Linked DNA regions of Zea mays: region 2 is linked to region 1. The links are chromatin contacts, called in public Hi-C maps. All regions are on one chromosome and are shown on one strand. Each heading gives the region's core, a stretch centred on a gene start, on an enhancer-like site or on the middle of the called end of the contact. The rest is flanking DNA. Distances are from core to core; before and after follow the strand shown. Region 1 holds the start of LOC542547 (50S ribosomal protein L2, mitochondrial-like). Region 2 holds the start of LOC100191163.

Region 1 (4,068 bases), core at 977-3,476:
ATTGCCTCTAGAGATGGGGTGGAATGGTGTTTGAAGATGATTTTGTAGAGGGTCTTCCTTGGCCTTATATACACGACCAGAGAAATATCCCTTTAAAAGTGGTGATCACTATCTACTTCGCTTATCCCCTCCTTTGTCGCAGATTGCTATTCTGTACATCTAGAACCTTGATCGCCTAGCCGCCCGAGTTATCACCGAATGTATAGCCCTTTGGGTGTTTGCAAACGCATCATCCGAGATATCAGTGCTTTAGTGGCGCCTAACTCGGACGTCGGTCTTTGTTACCTTGGATCGGGCTCGCCCAAGCTGGCCACATCCTGTCGGCACGTCTCGTAGGACGACTCAATAAGGGGCCTGTCAGGCAGCCCGTGATACGTTTTGCGACGTCTGGTTTGGGGTGGAGCGCTAGTGTATCTTGAGGCTTCACGCCGTTGACTGCGCCGTTGTAGTTGGAGAGCGCCGCCGGTCTGCTGACTGGGAAGGGGGTCTCTCTTTAGCCATTGGATTATATGTTCAAGGGTTAGATTCGATCCAAGGGTGGCTGGATGCGATCCGTAGATCGTGGAGTGTGCGGCTGTGATTAGATCAGGGTTCATTAAACCACAATCGTCGATCTCCAATCTGACATATCACGATGCATATCGGTTCATAAAATGGGGGATTTAATCCTGGTCGTAGGGTTTTGATCAGACGATCGTTGTGTGTGCATACACCTTTGTCGAGCACCTTTTGCAGAAGAGCCCCTCAGGTTTGGGGTAATAAACTCGCCATCCCTCCACCATAGGAGAACTTTGCATCTGAGTCCCTAGGATTAACAAACAAACCCCTAGAATCTATAAGATTAATATTAGATAGCTCTAAAACTTAATTAGCCCATAACTTTTGCATTATAACTTCGATTTAATCCGTTTAAGTCGCATTAGCTTTGTAATAACATTGCCTACAGAGTAACAACATTATTTTTTTACCATGTCAAATATTTTTATAAATAGATATTTATTTAACCTATGTGTGGTAGATTAATCTCTTTAATCAAATTTATGAAACAATTTAGCAACAGTAATATTTTGCAAGAGCAAAGCACCCCTAGGGACATTGTAACTTGTATATTACTGCCAAATCATGTTTACTTAAGCTGAAAACTTAAACTTGTATTTTTAAAAAGTAAATAACTAAATGGATATAAAAAATACGCGAATCATGTACATGTATGAATTCTCTTCCACTTGTACAATTAAATAACTCAAATTTTTCTTCGATCCGAACTTTGCGACTTTGAAGCAAAACTGATGTTAAAACAGATCGTGCTAGTAGTTGGAAAGCCAGAATTTGAATCTTACCGTCATGGGTGAATGAAGCAGTCCTACCTCGGCATCGAGCTAGAGCATCGCGGTGGCCACATGGACTGTGGCAACCAGGGCGAAGGAGCCCATTAGGTGCCTACATGCTAGAACAAAAATTACCAGATTACAAAAAAATACCAAACGACACAGATCAAGATGGCAGCGGCGACGCGAAGCATGCGTACTGGATCTATGGGACTGTCGCTCACTTGGGGATAACAGAAGGCGGCGACGCAGAACCCTAGCTCTCCCTTTTCTCACCTCCCTCCTTCCTGTGCAGGGGTTTGGGATGCGATCGAGCGAGCTGAGAGGAGAGCCAGGACGGGTTGAATTGTTATATATGACGTGGAGGAGGAGATAGGGGACCACTGCAGCCGGCCAGCCGTCGTGCCTGAATGGGGGACCGGATTTGGCGCGGATAGATAAGTATCGTCGGCGTGAGCGTGGATGGATAACGTCGTCGGCGTGGGGATGGCAGAGGAGCTATTACTCGCGAGGGCGATTGCTGAGGAAGCGGGCGGGCGGGTGACCGGAGGAGACGGAGGTGCGCGACTTCATCGGGCGTTGGGCACCGTGCGACGTTGGAGTGCGGGCGGATGGATCGACACACCAGATCGATAAGTGGCAGAACGGTAGAACTAGGGAAGACACATAGTAGAGATAGTTTTAGAATTGCGGGTTGATTCTGAAGAGACGAGGGGTCTTTGAAAAATATTGACACGGAATGACCATTGAAACTGGTGCTTTAAGTATAAAAATAGAGAATAGAGATAGAGAATAGAGATTATCACCACTGCGTGGTAGGCTTTGCTAGATAGTTTATGGGGCCCTACCGGTTCTGGGCCGGAACTGTGTAAATAGGCCTATCACTATCCACTCACCAGCTGCGGCCTAGCTCTCTATCCAAGGCCCAAGCGCATCCCCGGGGGCCCATCGTAGCCGTCCTCGATCTCCCTCGCTCCGCAGCACACCACTCGTAGCCGCCGGCAAGGCGACTGACCTCTTTCCTGCTGCCGAGCGCCATCGTCTCCTCGGACCATCTCACCTCAGAGCTGCTGCGACCGCCGGCCAACCCGTCTAGGTCTTGTCCCTGCCGCTTCCTGGTTAGTTCCTCATCTTCAACCATTCGTGACGTGGGAACTAGTTAGCGAACACATCTGTACCAGGTCTAGATTGTGTAGAAAAAGATCTATTTTCTAGGCAAGGTACGCAACGGATTCTCTAGTTATGGTACTTCATAGTTCGTGGGTTGGGGAATGGGGATCGGCTTGGTTAGGGATTGGCGTGGCTGCGCGGTGGGGATGTGGGATTTGTTTTTTTTTTCCTACGCGGATTTGCTTGTCATGTGCCTGGAAACTGATTGTTTCGTGCTGCTTGATGCTGCTTTTGTGGCTTTGCTCTAATTGTCCGCCACCCAACACACTAGTTGCTTGGGTTTTTCCAGACCGGCCTAGGGCTCCGTAGTCCAGATGTGATCTGTATTGTAGATTTCTGCTGAATTGATGTAGTCATGCCAGATTCCATCCATATTGTAATAGTGCTTTATATGGACCTTAATTATTAGTCTTTGGTATTTGAATGTTGCAGAGCCTAGAACATCTTTGCATTTTGGAGAGTCTCCACTCGGAGCTATTGTACAGTCTCCATCCCTTTCAACGAGATGGCACGTCAGTCTGCTCTCTCGCTTGTGAGGGATCGAGCAAAGACGGGAGCGCTGAAGCGTCTGACTCTGAGTTCATCGAAGACGGCTGGGAGGAACTCGTCTGGGCGCATCACCTCTTTCCACCGTGGTGGAGGGGCCAAGAGGTTGCAGAGGAAGGTCGATGTGAAACGCGACGCCTGTTCCACGGGTATTGTGGAGCGGATCGAGTACGACCCGAATCGCTCCTCGAGCCTTGCTCTTGTGCGATGGGTGCAAGGGGTGCATTTCCGCCGCCCCAAGAGTCCACAAGAACTCAGTGCCATGTCTCAAATCCAACAATCTGCTACAGCTGATGTCTCCGGCCGGTTTTCCCTTGCTGCATTATCTAGTAGAGTGCATAAAGATAAGGAAGCTTCTGCACTGTACTCTGCTCTGGGAAATGGAGATATTTCTGCATCTCTTAAATCTGGTGCGTCATCGAGCTTACCGAGGATAGCTGTAGCTGGTGCCAAGCCCACATTCTTTGCTCAAGCCAAAGCGGATGAAGAAGGAAAACATACATTTTCCTTTACTGAGATTCAGAAATGGGCAACAGATGATGTGCTTTGGGCACAGAGAATGAAGCGTCAAGCTGCACTCTCCTGGCAGAATGAACTGAAGAAGAAACATTTGCTTAAGACACAAGCTAACAGCTTCAGTAGCTTGGCAGCAAAGACTAGTGGTACGAGTAAAGGGCCAAAGGGAAAGGCTGATTGCATACCAGTGTCTTATATATTGGCCAGTCACCAGTGCATGCCAGGTAGTACAGTGATGAACTATAATTCCTCGAAGCCTTCTAAGAGTTCAGCCTCTTCACCATATTCCTTGGAAAATCAGTTCGATATAATTGATCTCAACTCAAAGGTTGGAAATTGTATACCATTAGCCAATGCACGAATTGGAACCTGGGTGCATAATATTGAATGTCGTCCTGGTCAGGGTGGGAAGATGGTTCGAGCAGCTGGTACATATGCTAAGGTAGTCCAGGAGCCAGGCGCCAAGTGTGTCCTGCGCCTTCCCTCAGGTGCTGAGAAGGCTGTTGAT
Region 2 (4,068 bases), core at 416-2,915, 160 kb after region 1:
TGTTGCTGCATATGTTGAACAAATGATTACCATACATGAACAAACTAAACAGAATATTGCTGCTACTAATGCAAAAAGTCAAGTTGCTTAGGAAGAAAACTCGTTACTTTTGAGCCAGATGATATGGTTTGGTTGCACTTGAGAAATGATTAGTTTCCTAATTTGCACCATTCTAAATTAATGCCTCGTGTTGCTGGTCCTTTTAAGGTGCTAACAAAGATTAATGATAATGCTTATATCCTTGACCTGTCTGTAGAATTTGGTGTTTACACTAGTTTTAATGTTCCAGATTTGAAACCATACATGGGCGAGGATGACGAGTTACCGTTGAGGATGACTTCACTTCAAGAAGGGGAGGATGATGAGGATATCAACTGCAACACGAGTACGATACACCAGCAGCACCACCACCTCAGGCGCCACATCCCTCCTCAGCTAGGCCAACTTCACCTTAGGCACCACTTCCTTCATTAGTTGGGCAAATCACTCGGACCCGTGCAAGAGATCTTAACTTCGTCATGCTACTGAATAATGAGGGACCAGAAGAATAGACGACCGGCCCAATTACGACCCAAGGTGGAGGACCTAGGATGGGCCGCCCCTAGGGTTGCGTTTTTCCACCTTGGCCGCCACCAGGGGCTGTGCCCCTCTCTCTATTTATCTAGTAGCTGCACCTCCTTTTGTTCCTTGAGTTTTGTTTTACATTAGCCTTAGCTATTCCCAAACACGCACATATTAGCGCTGTCTTCGTGTATTCAGAACTCCACCATCGAGTAATAGACTAGATTGCTCGTATCTTTTTCTTGTTCGTTCTTCGATTGCGTGCAGGAAATGATCTTTGTGATCAGGCTGATCTTGCACCAGCAAGGTCGGTAACCATAGGGAGTTGGTTCAGCGATTGCATTGGCGCCTCGAGCTTGCTCGTCGTAGTCGGACCGTGAGGGTCATCTTCGCCAGATCGAAATTATCTCCACTCACCGAAAGATCGGGCACTTCAGCCTTATCAGGGAGTGGCTGCGGCATGGGTCCCTTCGGTCAGCTAGTGATGAGGTCGGTGCAGTGATTTGGTTTGGGCCGAGGAGAAGATTCAGCCCAGGTCTAGGTATGCTTCTCTTCTTTATATTTTGTGCCTTCTTTCTTGAATTTAGATTCTATATTCAACTCCAAATTATTTTGAGTTTCAAACTATAAATATACAAACAATAATGCAACAATATTTTATTATTCTATTTATTTATTATTCTAGAGAAGCAATTGCTTCTAGCTATGTAATTCACACATAAATAGTTTATTTTAGAGAAATAATTTCTATTGTATAGCTATCAAGATATGATTTAACTCAAATTTCTTTAAAGAGTTATAGATCAACAAAGGGATAACTTAATTATCTTTTCATTTGATCTTTTATTAGAAAAAGTTATTCATTTTGTGAGAAAATCCTTATTAAAAAGATATGTTGGTTCAAATCCTTTTGGAGAAGCTTTTATAGGTGCTAGAATAGGATTTTGGGGTTAGAGTGTTGCTCTAGCTAATTAAAATAGTAGAATAGCCGTTTGTAGTCGCGGTCCTAGAATAGGCGGGTTTATGTTAAATTCGTTGATCACGGATCACGGTCCACATATTCTTGGGTGGGCCTCTCCTCTCGTTTGCCTGCGCCGCCGCGATCGCCAATCGGCATGGCTCTTCCCAAACCCCGCCCGCCAACGCCGACGGCGTCAGCGGCCACGGGCACCTCCTCGTCGCGAATAGACTCGCCATCGCTAAAGGCCGCGCTCGCAATGGCTCTCATCCACTACAACCGCCTCCCTGGCAAAGCCAACGCCACCGCGGGCACATCACCCCCGTCTCTCCTCCACTGGAAGCGCAAGGTCCCATTCCCCTAGCAGCAACAACCCTCGGATTCAAACCCTACCTCCGCCTCTGACATTAGATCTCCTTCTCCCGCCCAGGCCAAGGACCGGAAGCGCGAAATCCTCCGCCTCCGCGAGGAGCTCAAGGTCCTCCAAGGTATGTAAGGCCATGCCAATCTATCCGCGCTATTGTTCGTCTGGCCGAATTCCATTGCAGGCGTCGTGGAAATTGAGTTTGTTATCGGAGCAGATGGGGTGCGCGGGGAGGAGATGGAGCCCCCGGTTGCGTCGTGCCGGTGCCACTTCTTCGACGGGTGCCGGGACCTTCGACCGCAGCAGGGTGGCGGTGGTGGGGAGCACTGGGTTGACGAGGTGCTGAGGAGGAGGTTTCTCAGACTGGGTATGGCTTCGGTTTGCTTCGATGTGCTAGTATTTTGAAATTTTTGTGGGCTGCTAATGTAATTTATACTTCTGTGATGTGTGACAGTGCGGTGGAAGGAGAAGCGACGGCGAGTGGATCGATCTCTTCCAAGTTCTAGTTTGATCGGTTGGTTCTGTCTTGAATCCACCGTCATAATTTTGATGTCATTCAAACATCTAAAATTTGAAAAGTCTGTAAACAACAGCCTTTCACTTGCCTTGGACTGCATTTCTCTTGCAGTAGAAAATCTGTCAATGTACAGTAGAAAATTTTCCCTGTGACGCTCATTTCTGATTATCTGGGTTACTCTTGGAAGAGAAAATGTTATATTTCTTAGGTTATAGTTTCAATTGTTTCACTTCTCCAGATTTCAACAGTGAGGATGAGATGCAGCAGCTCAGCATGTCGACTGATTTCCTGGTGGAGCTATCAGACGGCATTTTTGCCAAAGTAAAATCATATAGTTTGTTTACAACTAAGATATTTTGTTTCATCTTTCTAAAGGTAAGATTCACTTGTGCAGAGTGAAGCTGGCCACTCATTTGCTACATTTTCTCACCAAGCAGTAGATTTCATTTTGGGTAAGTTATATGTGAGCTGTTATGTATTTGGGCTTTTTCCATTAATCTTTGACAAAAACAGAATTCAATGAAATGAAAAATATGAATATTCAAATGATACACTGTTGCGTATGCAATCTACATTTGTTGAAACGACCTTGGCTAATCATTCGGTAATCATGTTCCCTGTTCAGCTACACTGAAGAACATTCTTTCATCGGAAAGGGAAAAAGACTTAGTTGGGGAGATAATCGATAGTTTAGTGACTCGTTTGATGAAAAGGATGTGCACTGTTCCTGAAAAGCTTGTCACATCAGATTCAGGTGAGAACTTATATATTATTATGTATTTGTTGTCTGAGACAAACACATTTAAAGTAGACATGGTTTGGTGAGCTGCACAGAAGCTATGATTTCATTTTGTAGCATCACTCTTCTCCATATTGTGAGAATAGATACCAGGATTGGGTAAGCGTGTCTGCCTACTAAGCAAGCTCAGGCAACAATGATATGTTTATATAGGAAGGTGAAAAGTGCAACCTTCTCGCGTCGCCTCGCTCGGGCGGCAAACCCTAGCGGTCGCCGCTACTCCACCTCGCCTCTGGCCTTGCCGCTGCCAGAGTAGGCGGCGGCGCTTCCCGCGCGCCTCTTCAAGGATGGCGGTGGCAAGGAGTGCTTCGCTCGCTCCTTGGGTTTCTCGTTCCTTTGGCGACTGTGGTGGTCCGGCGCCCCACCCCCCGCCCCGTGCTCTTTCTTCTCCGCCCTAGCCTAGTCTCTTCGCTTTCGCCATCGCCGCCGCGGCAGACGACTCAGGCGCCGGGCCTAGACCCTACATCGTGAGCGGATCAATGCGCAGGCGAGCACTTGGCACATCGACAAGTGCTGCGGGTGCGGGTGCTAGAGCAACACGATGACGCGACGGCCAGGTGCTGCGCCAAGCGGCTTAATGGGTGGTGGTGGGTCCTTCGGCGAAAGCCATGACTGCTTGCGGGCGGACGACAGTGACGCTTGCGAGTGCCACTCCTACCCTATAGAGGGCGCCGTACCACGAATCTCCCTCGTCCTTCATTCCCGCTGGACTGCTGCGTCGGTGGACTGCTGATGGTGGCAACACGCGACGGCTTGGCGGGGTGGCCTCGACATGGCTGACCCTGCAGCCTCCTCCACGGTGCTGGCGATCACCGCTGCTTTGCTAGGTCTTCGGCGGAAACTCTGCCTAGATTGTTCTAGGCGGGTGG

Evidence for each region. A called contact is a pair of places that touch in the nucleus more often than the background predicts.
Region 2: a Hi-C map of ear shows a contact between it and region 1, with 2.8 times the contacts expected there. The contact joins the promoter of LOC100191163 here to the promoter of LOC542547 in region 1. A contact is called at or near these places in 9 of 25 Hi-C or Micro-C datasets (bundle sheath, ear, endosperm and 3 more).

Annotation. Positions count from the first base shown.
Region 1 is chr4:93,393,868-93,397,935 of Zm-B73-REFERENCE-NAM-5.0, forward strand. LOC542547 (50S ribosomal protein L2, mitochondrial-like) reads left to right here and starts at 2,227. Exons shown (of 2, transcript NM_001148261.2): 1 at 2,227-2,446; 2 at 2,931-4,068. The coding sequence starts at 3,004.
Region 2 is chr4:93,549,878-93,553,945 of Zm-B73-REFERENCE-NAM-5.0, forward strand. It overlaps LOC100191163, which reads left to right and starts at 1,666. Exons shown (of 10, transcript NM_001136598.1): 1 at 1,666-1,868; 2 at 1,950-2,007; 3 at 2,101-2,250; 4 at 2,338-2,397; 5 at 2,639-2,721; 6 at 2,795-2,852; 7 at 3,026-3,154. The coding sequence starts at 1,677.